Regions from separate parts of the Mus musculus genome. Here all the other regions are linked to region 4. The links are chromatin contacts, called in public HiChIP or PLAC-seq and promoter capture Hi-C maps. All regions are on one chromosome and are shown on one strand. Each heading gives the region's core, a stretch centred on a gene start, on an enhancer-like site or on the middle of the called end of the contact. The rest is flanking DNA. Distances are from core to core; before and after follow the strand shown.

What was found. Promoter capture Hi-C pulls out the DNA fragments that hold promoters and counts their contacts. HiChIP or PLAC-seq counts read pairs in DNA pulled down with a chosen protein or histone mark.
Region 1: a contact with region 4 is called in an HNF4G HiChIP or PLAC-seq map of pancreatic cancer cells. The contact joins the promoter of Kctd20 here to the promoter of Snrpc in region 4. A contact is called at or near these places in 1 of 39 promoter capture datasets (liver) and 1 of 115 datasets of contacts at active chromatin or transcription factors (pancreatic cancer cells).
Region 2: a promoter capture Hi-C map of liver shows a contact between it and region 4, with 2.5 times the contacts expected there. The contact joins the promoter of Atp6v0e here to the promoter of Snrpc in region 4. A contact is called at or near these places in 2 of 39 promoter capture datasets (liver and pre-B cells).
Region 3: a contact with region 4 is called in a promoter capture Hi-C map of liver, with 3 times the contacts expected there. The contact joins the promoter of Crebrf here to the promoter of Snrpc in region 4. A contact is called at or near these places in 1 of 39 promoter capture datasets (liver), 1 of 115 datasets of contacts at active chromatin or transcription factors (pro-B cells) and 2 of 9 other capture datasets (adipose tissue and liver).

What each region holds. Positions count from the first base shown.
Region 1 is chr17:28,951,083-28,953,782 of GRCm38.p6, forward strand. It overlaps Kctd20 (potassium channel tetramerisation domain containing 20), which reads left to right and starts at 1,354. Exons shown (of 8, transcript NM_001356300.1): 1 at 1,354-1,487.
Region 2 is chr17:26,675,085-26,677,784 of GRCm38.p6, forward strand. It overlaps Atp6v0e (ATPase, H+ transporting, lysosomal V0 subunit E), which reads left to right and starts at 1,312. Exons shown (of 4, transcript NM_025272.2): 1 at 1,312-1,494. The coding sequence starts at 1,391.
Region 3 is chr17:26,714,340-26,717,039 of GRCm38.p6, forward strand. Crebrf (CREB3 regulatory factor) reads left to right here and starts at 1,311. Exons shown (of 9, transcript NM_029870.2): 1 at 1,311-1,435.
Region 4 is chr17:27,838,693-27,841,392 of GRCm38.p6, forward strand. Snrpc (U1 small nuclear ribonucleoprotein C) reads left to right here and starts at 1,395. Exons shown (of 6, transcript NM_011432.2): 1 at 1,395-1,477; 2 at 1,772-1,814. The coding sequence starts at 1,470.

The sequences.
Region 1 (2,700 bases), core at 104-2,603, 1.1 Mb after region 4:
CTGTGTTGGCTTTTTTGTGACATTACTGTGTTGGTGGTCGTATTTGGTTTGTTTTGAGACATGGTTTCCTCTGTGTAGCCCTGGCTGTTCTGGAATTCACTTTGTAGACCCAGTTTCCTGACTGGATTCCCTGACTTCCCTTAGTGACAGGTGGTATGGGGGAAACTGGGCAAGGTAGACCCGTCCCCCTCCTCCCCTCCCCCCCCCAGAAGCAACATAAGCCAAATAAGGGGGACCTCGATTTCCTGATCCTCCTGCCTCTACCTCCCAAGTGCTAGGATTAATGCTGTGCACACAGGTATTCCCTATATTTTTTTGCGTGGTTTTATTAGTTTATTTAGTGCTCAGCAGCAGTTTTAAAGTAGAATAATGTCAGCACTTGGGAGACAGGGACAGGAGGATGAGGAGTCCAAAGCCATCCTTGGCTACACAGCAAATTCAACATGGGCTGCGGCGTCACATCTCAATAAAATGAACTCGGACCTGGAGACGTAGCTCAACTGGTAGAATAATGGCCTAGGGTGCATGAAGCCCTGGGTTACACCAGAGCCCTTCATAATTCGGCTACGGTAGGGCTTGTCTGTAACCCTATCCATCACTCACATGGTGAAGGTCGGATCAGAGGTGCAAGGCCATACTGGGATAAAGGAGACTGTCTCAAAAAACAAAGAACACCCCATGTATTAAGAGTGGAGAGCCAGGGAGGAGGGAGAAGGGAAATAAAGGTTAAAACAAGCAAACCCCCAATAGAACGAAACACCCAAAACTAGAAGTCTGTGCAATCATTGTGATGGTGTAATCAACTGGTCTGATAACTTTCTTAAGTACAAAAGCCACAAGTCCCCGTGACCCTGAGAGATGGAGCCAGGTTCCTCCTCTCAGGTTCCCTTGTGCGGTTCACAGGAAGCAAGGCAACCAGCTTTCTAATAGTTTGCTTCCAGGTAACATGAAACCTGTAGAATCTTGTTTGCTATCGCAGATTGTTCCGTGAAACTCAAGAGTTGGGGGGAAGTTTTTGTTTTCTCTTTTATCTTGTTTTGTTGTTGTTGATGTTTTTCTGTCTTTGGGCTGCAGTTCATATCCATCCGCCACACAAAGGCGATAGGCTCATCTTTCCGTGAGCATCACGCGTTCCGGGGCGACCCAGCCTCTTTCACCTTCGAGCCTGCAGCTCGCTTTCCTGTCTGAGCCCCTTGGGTGATGGAGCGCAAGCGGCGGCGGCGCGCGTTACTGGGCCGCCCTGGCGAAGAGCCCCAGTTCCCGGCCGGCCGGGCAGGCAGGCGAGGCCCCGGCCTATGGCGGAGTCCGCGGCGGGGGCGGGGCGAGCCGCGCGGCCTTCCCGGCATGCCCCGCGGTGGGCGGGGCTCTTGTTTTGAAGGGCCGGGTGACTCAACCGGGGATCCGCGGCCAGGGCGGGGGCGCGCGGTGGCCGGAGCTTGGAGGTGGCTTCGGGGCTCGGTGTCGGAGAGCGCGGCAGCAAGCGGCCGGTGAGTGCCGAGTGACAGGGTGGGCGGGCGAGCGGGCAGGTGATGGCGCGGGCTGATGATGGCGGCGGGCGCGACGCTGCGGCCTGAGAGGCCCCGTGCGGGCTCCTCCCCGGCCTGGGGAGAAAGGAGAAGCCGGGCGAGGCTGCCGACCAACCACGCAGGGCCACCGGTAGCCCAGGCTGGGGAAGGTTGGTCGCGCTTTCCCAGAACCTCTGGAATCTTCTGTCGGTCCTGTCGCCCCTCTGTTGTCATCCCATGCTTAGTGCAGAACTGGGAGATTTTTTTCTTGCATATAAGAACTTTTTATAGCAGACAGTGTCGTCAGGCTTGCGCCATGAGGACACCTCCTCCCCTTTGTGGGAATTTGTCATTCTTTCTGAACATTCCTGGATTGGGCTGATTTACTATTTAGAAGTAAATCTAATCTTTTAAGTGAGAATTCAGCAAACGAACTAACAGACAGGCCAGGAACTCTGACCAACCAAGCTCTTTCACGGTGTCTGTTTGCTGATAGACAATTGTTTACCTAGAAATTTGAGATTTCTTTTTAAATGATCTCCCAAACAGAATGTTGGAATAATATTAGTTGTGACGAACCTTGAATTAGAACGTCAACCCCACTCCAGAGGAACAAAAACAAAATCTTAAAGTAGCAGTTCTCAAACGCGTTTTGCAGGTCGCTAGCACGGCTCCCAGAAATTAATTCTAGAAATCTAGGGTGGACCCCTGAGTCTACTAGTGCTGGCAGGCAACCACCCCGCTTGGGCCGCCTTGGTAAGCCAGGAACCGGACCTTAGGAAACCAAGATTAGCTTGGCCTGAGGACTGTAAATACTGTCTCATGTCCTTTTCTTTCTGTTGACTTACTCCTCTCCTGTCCGTAATCAGTCGGGAGTCAAGAAGCCCTGATTCGGAAGGCTGTGTGAGAAAGGATAGTGCTTTCTGGAGCCCTTACATGAGAGCAGGAAATGGCTTTTTATCCATATCCTGTTATTGCCTGGGTGGGAGAAAGATGGCGTGGATCAGGCTAACCCACCTTGTTTCTCTCAGGAGCCTGTTGGTAGGATCGTGGGAGCTTGAGCATGTCATTAGGTCTTGGCTCCCACCTCAGCTCTCTGCTTTCCTTCTCATGGTATCAGCCAGGGAGTGCCCGGAGCCTGGGGGGTCTCTGATTCCCTGGGATGTGCCAGCATCAGTAGTATTTATGGGCTTTT
Region 2 (2,700 bases), core at 62-2,561, 1.2 Mb before region 4:
TCATTTGCAAAGATGGTACAGCTGCTGAAGGGTCCAATTAATTCAGGAATCCATTCTACTTGATGAAGAAATCAGGAGAGGTGGCTACTACGGGGAAATGGATCCACAGCCAGCACACTGGATTCAGCTGCCAGATCTCCCTTTTCATCTTGCTCTGTCTGCAAGCTTCTGCAAAACCAACCTCAGCTCAGCATGGTGCTTCACTGGCAATCCCAGCATTTGGGAGCTGTTGTGTTCCTCATAGCAAGTCCCTGGCCCCAAGGGAAAAAAAAACCTCCAAGAATTGCTCCCCTCCTCTGTGTCTCAGGAAGTTCATGGTGCAATGAGCCTACAATTCTGGCGAGCCACAATGATATTTCTGGCTAATTCCTATTCTTGTTTGTTTGTTTGTTTGTTTCGAGACAGGGTTTCCCTGTGTAGCCCTGGCTGTCCTGGTACTCACTCTGTAGAGCAGGCTGGCTTCGAACTCAGAAATCTGCCTGCCTCTGCCTCCTGAGTGCTGGGATTAAAGGCGTGTTCCACGATGCCCGGTGATAATTCCTATTCTTTTTTTTTTTAAGATTTATTTATTTATTATATGTAAGTACACTGTAGCTGTCTTCAGACACACCAGAAGAGGGAATCAGATCTTGTTACAGATGGTTGTGAGCCACCATGTGGTTGCTGGGATTTGAACTAAGGACCTTTGGAAGAGCAGTCGGGTGCTCTTACCTGCTGAGCCATCTCACCAGCCCCGATAATTCCTATTCTTATTGAAACTGTTGTGACAACTGGCGGGAATGCAAAGTAGGGCCTGGTCATCCTCAGCTGTCCATCTTCTCTGGAGATGTGACCTCTCTCAGATGGCTGTCAGATTTACTTCTGTAACTCAGACCCTGGCACTCTGTACAAGACACACAGCAGCACCAACGATTAAGAGCCTTACAACCGTGAAGTTACTTACAATGCGACTGTGATTCTTCACTTGCAGCAGAGATGGCGATTGTGAGTAGTTCATGGGCTATGGAAGAATGCAAAGCAGGAGCCTAGCATACAAGACTCTAGAACAGTAGTCCACTATTGTAGGTTTTACTTATTTATGTCTGCGCGTAAAATATAGATAAAACTGTAAATGACACATCACCAAAATGGGCCTAAGTTCTTTCCAGAAAACTCTGCTGGTCCCCTCCCCGGTGGCTGGAGGTTCATCTCAGTCAAGCCCCATGGAACCACAGCCTTGAGACTAGCCAGGTAAGGGCGGGGCTCTAGTCTAAGGGGCGGAGTCCGACGGTCGAGTCACGCCGCGCGCAAAGGGCGGGGCTTTAGCGCGCCGATCACGTGAGCCTCTGTTGACACTTCCGGGTGGGACGAGAGCGAGGCTCCGGACCGATTCGGCTGCTGGGGCGCAGGCATGGCATACCACGGCCTTACTGTGCCTTTGATCGTGATGAGCGTGTTCTGGGGCTTCGTGGGCCTCCTCGTGCCCTGGTTTATCCCCAAGGGTCCTAACCGGGGGTAAGTGCGCCAGGTCCAAGGTGGTGGGAGCGGAGGACCCCGGTGGGAGGATCACGGAGAGAAGGATCGTACGTGGAGGACTACGGCGGGAGGATGAGGCGGGGTGGACCACAGAGGGGAGGACCGCATGCGCTCCTCAGAGCCTGTCAACGTCCCCGGCTGGAGGGTGAGGTCACCTTTGGCGGCCCCTCCCGGAAGTGAATTTTAGGGAGTGCTTTTTGTCTTGATGGACTAAAAGTGTGCACTTCGACTGAAGAGAAATTAGGGCGCCTCCCAAGCCACTGTCGCTGCTTTGGTTCTGTCTTTGATGCACGGGAGGCTTTTTGCCTAAACCTCAAAGAAAGGGATCTGAGAACAGAAATCTCCCTCTCGCCCCCTTGCTGTCGCAGTTTCGGACTCAGACAAGCTTGATGCAGAGCGTTAAGTTCAGCCTTTGCAGCTAGTGGGCCCAACCCAAGCCAGGGTGAGCCTGATCTAAACGAGGTTAAATCACCCAGAGCTGAAGGCATTGTGTAGAAACCTCTGCGTCATACCTTCCAGGGCGCTCCTGCCCTTACTTGTAAACAGTATTTACAGTGGTTGGCCAAGATTTTCATTCCCCCATCTAAGGTTTGCAGAATACCGTTTTCTCTGTTTGGAGATAAACTTCTGTATTGCAGTGTAAAAACAAACCTTTTCAGAGGAGCCTAGGGCACCCTCTTTCTAGTTCCTCTTTTGAATTAAGTAATTTTTTCCCTCTCACTCAAGATCATGTGGAGGTGACACTTGATCTTAAGTAGTAGTGTGTCAGAAACGTCTCTTGCTTTAATGGTTAGACACTGAATGGTGGGTACATAGTGTTTAGCTCCACAACACTTTGTAGAGTAGACAATGTTTACTGAGTGGGCCATTTTGATTAGAGAAAGTTTTACTGTGGGTTTCTTTGTTTTGGGGGGGCTTTGGGGGGTTTGTTTGTTTGTTTGGGGGGGGGGTCAAGATAAGGTTTCTCTGTGTAGCCCTGGCCATCCTGGAACTCACTGTGTAGACCAGGCTAGCTCAAACTCAGAAATCCACCTGCCTCTGCCTCCCAAGTGCTGGGATTAAAGGTGTGCGCCACCACGCCCAGCTGAAGTTTTACTGTTTTGTGATATTGGCTTCTATTACTGTCTGGAATACACTGACTTTTAACAGTGTTTTTTCTATTAGCCTAAGAAAGCACTTTTAAAG
Region 3 (2,700 bases), core at 61-2,560, 1.1 Mb before region 4:
GCCTATCAGAAAACACATTATATTACGATTTATAACAGTAGCCGAATTATTGTTTTGAAGTAGCAATGAAAATAATTTTATGGTTGGGGTCACCACAACATAAGGAACTTTAGGAAGGTTGAGAACCACTGATCTACCACTTGCCTGAGTCTTTGTGCATGGGGGAGGGGGAGTCTTAATTTGGCGGGGAGCGGAAGGTTACTTTGAGACTTGGTCTTATCCGGGCATGCAATTCAGTGTAGCTAAGAACACACTTCAATCTTCCTGCTTCCTTATCTCCAGTGCTGAGATCACAGGGGTCAATCACAATACCCCCTTCCTACATCCTCGCCTGCTTTGAAACCCCGAGTACTCCCAAGGGAAAACTGTTATTTGAAGGGAATCTGATGAGGTTTCTCTGTCCTTTAGTCTTCTTTTCCTATGCTTAAGAAAGTATGTTTTTCTGTGTCCATATGTGTGTGCGGGTGCAGACCAGTAACCCTGCACCCAGAAGACTAAGACAGGAGGGTCCAGAGTCTAAAGAGATTTCTGGAAACACAGGCTGCTATAATTAGGTAGGTTGTTTCCTTGAACAATAATTCTCCTGAGGTTTGTTTTTGTATTTTTTTTAAATAGTTCTCTTATCGTATGTGTCTGTTCGGAGAACTATTTGGGATAATGAACCTACCACAAACTACACATCCGATAAAATATCAACAGGATTAAGAGGCGTAAATCATCACATTATCACAGGTTAGACAGTCTTGTCCATAAAGCATCTAGTAGCAGTTTCTACAGCTGAATACAGGTCCTATCCCAAAGATGTATGCAGCCGACTCAGGGTCTGGGGATCCAGACTCAATAAATATGAGTTGATGAATGAACAAACAACTGAAGGCCAATTCAATCGGGGAACAGGAACGTCATTTACTAAACAGAATGTCGATGCAGCCCCCTACTAATTAATATTCCTGTAATCCCCCGTGGTTCAGTTAAACTGTAAAGTGGGCATTTGGACTCCTTGGCCTTCATCTTAGTTCTGAGGCTACAGACTGAATATGGAAGCCTCTGAAAAGAACATCACGCACGAACGCGAGCTTACTGCTCGCTATCCCCAGCGGCCCACGCCCACGCTCAGCAGCAGCCTACTAGCCCCCGCTCCGCCCTCTCTTCCTGGTTTTCCCCAGCAACCCGCCCCTCTGGTGTCACGTGACGGGCGCTAGCCCGGCCGAGCCTCTGATTGGCCAGACTTCAGGGCGCCTCGCGATTGGCCTGGGGCGGCGGGCCCCCGCCTCCCTCCTCCTCCTCGCCGCGGCCCACGTGAGGGGGGCGAGTCACGCGATTTCCGGGAACCCGTCAGGAAGGACATAAACAAAACAAACCGAGGCAGCATGGAGACGGCCCGCGGCCGCGTAAGCGCGGCCGGATCCAGTGCCTGAACCGCCTTCAGCCTCAGGTGAATGCCGAGCGGTCGCACGGGCGGGCGGGATGCAGCGGCAGAGAACCGCGGGTGAGAGGCGCGGGTGCCCGGCTCCGGGAGAGCGGGGCGGGGGCCGCCGGGCCGAGGGCGCGCGGAACGGGGTCGCCGATGCGAGCCGAATCGGGCTGCCCCCGCGGCCGACGGTTATATAAAGGGCGGGCGCGCGCCGGCGGGCGACCCCGTTAGGGCCGTGCCCTTTGCGCTCCCGGGAACCAGGGATCGCGACTGCCGGCAGCCGGCCTGTCAGAGCGGCGAGCGGGTGGGAGGGGCCGGGAGGGAGGAGAGGAGAGGAGAGGGGCGTGTGAGGGAGACCGGCACAGCTAGTGTTCAGAAGGCTCCGGACGGAGGAGCGGACCGGGAGAACTCTGGGCAGGGGCGTCGTGGGGCTGCTGTTCCCCCCGGCCCCTCCCCGGAGGCTGCGGGACTGGGGCCTCCCTCTCGGGATTTGTTTATATGTCCTCTCTAAGCAGCTTGAAAAGCCCGGAGGCGGAGCCCTCGCTGTCGAGTGGCGGCCGGTGCTGTCCAATGGAGGAGGCAGACGGGGTCCGTGGCGCCAATGGGCGCAGGGAGGCGGTGCCGCGCCCCCCCTCCCCCCCAGTAAGTTAGGCTGTGCTGGGGGTTGGTCCGACAGGGCGGCCATATTAGATGGGAGGGGACGGGCCTGGGGACGGGGGTTGTCACTGAGCGGGGCGGAGACGGGGCAAAGGGCGAGGAGCCGAGCCGAGCGGGGCGCGGGCCGGGCGGGCTGGGTGTGGGCTAGAGTCCCGGAGGGACCCGGAAGATGCCCGGAGGAGCCTGACCCGGCTCAGCCGCTCCCGAGTGGAGGCGGCCAGGGAAGTAGCGAGGGCAGTCTAGCCTCCCAGGGGGCGGTTCCTGGGTCTAGATGAAGCTTGGTCTCTGGCGTCTCCTTCTTGGTCGGCTCTCCGCTGCTTGGTAGATCCTGCCACCAAACCCTTTAATCGCCCACCTTTAACCCAAGAAAACAAACCGTTTTGCTACTTCTGAGCAGGCCTGAATCTTAAGACTACCTTAAGGAGGTATTTCTGTAGTTAGGGGTGTGTTTCTGTACCAGGTCTCCCGTGTAGAGGCAGGCATTCAGAGGAACTTCTGCTTTTCTGGGTATTGCAAAGAGAAAATTGGGACTGGAAAAGCAGACAAAATTGAGTGAGCGGCGTTTCTATCCACCCCCCCCCCAAAAAAAACAAAAACAAAAACAAAAAAAAAAACGTGGATATCTTCCA
Region 4 (2,700 bases), core at 145-2,644:
AGAGAGAGAGAGAGAGAGAGAGACAGCAGTATGACTCCTCCCTCCTCTCTCATTCTTTGGAGTTCAAGTTAAAAGGCAATCCACTTTGTTTGAGAGAACAGACTCTAAGTTTGACCTGTTAGTTGGCAATGTACTGCTAACAACGTCTATAGAATCACTACCATTTATGGTGGCCTAAGTGCATAGACCTTTCGCTAAATGCCCTATGAGCTTTACATTTAAATTTTTTTTATATTTTGTTTTATTTTAGACAAGGTTTCCCTGTGTAGCCCTGGCTGTCCTGGAACTCACTCTGTAGACCAGGCTGGCCTTGAACTCAGAAATCTGCCTGCCTCTGCCTCCCAAGTGCTGGGATTAAAGGCGTGCGCCACCACTGCCCGGCTTAAATTCATTTTTGTATTATTGTATGTATATGGGTGTTTAGTTTGTAAGTGCACCATGTATGTGCCTAGTGCTGGGAGTGGATTAAAAAAGATCCATCAGACACCCTGAGACTTGAGCTGCAGACAGGTGGGAGTCACCACGGGGGAGTGTTGGTGATCGAACTTAGATTGTTCCAAGAGCAACAAATGCTTAATCGCTACACCAATTCTCCAGCTACTTTCCAGCATTTTTACATTTGATTCTTCCTTAAACTGCACAAGTTATTACCTTTACTTTTCAGATAAGGAAACTGAAGCTCAGAGAGAGTAAATTGCACAGCTAGGAAGGAAGCAGGGAGACAGGGTTTAAAACTTGAGACCCGCCCCACTCACCCAGGAGTGTGTCCCTACAATTCACGTCTGTCTTAATTGCTCAAATACAATGATCAATTTCTCAGTGATCGTCTTCTACATTTTCTTTGTCTTCCTTGATGTTCAGCTGCGCTCTTCCCCGCTTCATTTCCCCAGCATAGGACTTTGATCCCTCAGCCACTGATCGATTTCAGCTTACTGCTAATCAGGTCTTGGAGAATGAGAACTTTTACCTGATTTGGTTCTGCCTTTTTCACTTCTCATTTACAGAAGAGCTGGGTACATACTAGAGCAGTGGTCGTGACACCTTTTGCGGGTCGAACAACCCGTTCACAGGTTTCTCCTAAGACCATCAGAAAACACCGATAATTTGCATTACTAGTCATACGAGTGGCAAAATTACAGTTATGAAATAGCGACAAGAATAATTTCTGGTTGGGGGGGTCACCACAATTTGAGAAGCTGGATTAATGATTCGCAGCGTAGGAACTGCTGACTCAGGGTTTTGGAACCTTTTGTTGATAGTACTAAATTACGCACTTCCTAGACGGAGTAACTAATCCTGAATAAGTGAGCGCGGATTGAACCTCAGAGGCACCCACAGCATCCGTAGGGCAGAGGCCGGAAGCGGAAGTCCTACCCCTCCTGTCTGCATCCTTTGCTCGCGTCGGCGCAGCCTGTGTGCGTCAGTTCCTGGCGGCGGGGATCGGGGTAGCCAACGGCTTGTGGAGCATCATGCCCAAGTGAGTGTGGCCCTGGGAGCAAGCGGACTTGCGGTGGTCAGTTGGGTCCTGGTGAAGGTGCAGGGCGGCGGCCTCGGGTTCTGGACGTTCCGAGGGGAAGGCGAGCCCCTCCGAGGGATGGCGGGTGGAGACCCAGGCTCTCCGGCCATCCTGGCAGAGTGGGCGCGGACCCTCGCTCAGAAGCCTCGCATTCTGTCAGGACGCTTTGTTTGACTTACAATCCGAGGAAGTTGGGTTTTGGGTCTGTTTGTTTGGACAGCTGTTAATTGCTGACGTTTTCTTTTGTCATTTCAGGTTTTATTGTGACTACTGTGATACGTATCTTACCCACGATTCTGTAAGTGGCGGGTCTTTTTTATAATCCTAAAACGCCTTGTATGCAAAATTCTTTTTCTTTAGGTCCAGGTGTGTGCATTACAGTCTCCTGGAAATTTTATGACAACCTTTCTTAGAAAGTAATTAGGAAGCGGGTGTTTTTTCCCACCCTTTTTGTGAGGTCTTTGCAATTTGAAGGTATTTGCAGAATGATAAAACTTTAAGCAAGCTTGAAGATGGAAAGCATTTGCGTATACAGAAACTGCATGTACCTGTAATGTCAATACTTGAGAGGCTGAGCCAGGAAGATGGCAAATTCCAGGTCAGTTAAGGATACATATTGAGACCTTGTCAAAATAACTCGCCCCACCCTCCAAAAAAAGCCCAACAAAACAAAAAACAAACAAACCAGGAGTGTGTTCCTACAAACTTGCAGATTTGATTATGTCACATTATTCAAATGCCTGGTTAAAATGGAAAGAAATGTCTTAGTGTACAGCTCCATTCTCAGCTCCTGTGAGAACCTCATTAACTATTGATCATCAGGAGGAATAACTGAGATATGTGATTAGTGTTGCCCCGTGTGTAGCAGCCACAAGGCCCAGCAACAAAGTTAGGGCCTGGCGCCTGTCTTCCTAGTACACTGAGATGGAGCATTGCTGTGAGTTTAAGGCTATGGTGGGAGACCCTACCTCAAAAAAAAGCAAATCAAAACAACCTTTAGCAACAACAAAATTTGGTTTTTATGGTTTTAATAGTTTTAAATAATCTATTTATCTGCCCCCCCCCCCCCCAATCTCCTGAGGAAACAAGACAGATCTTCTGGAATAATTTGTAAACCAGGCTGACTTCGAACTCACAGAGAGCTGCTTGCTTTCTGCCTTCTGAGTGCACGGAGTAAAGTTATG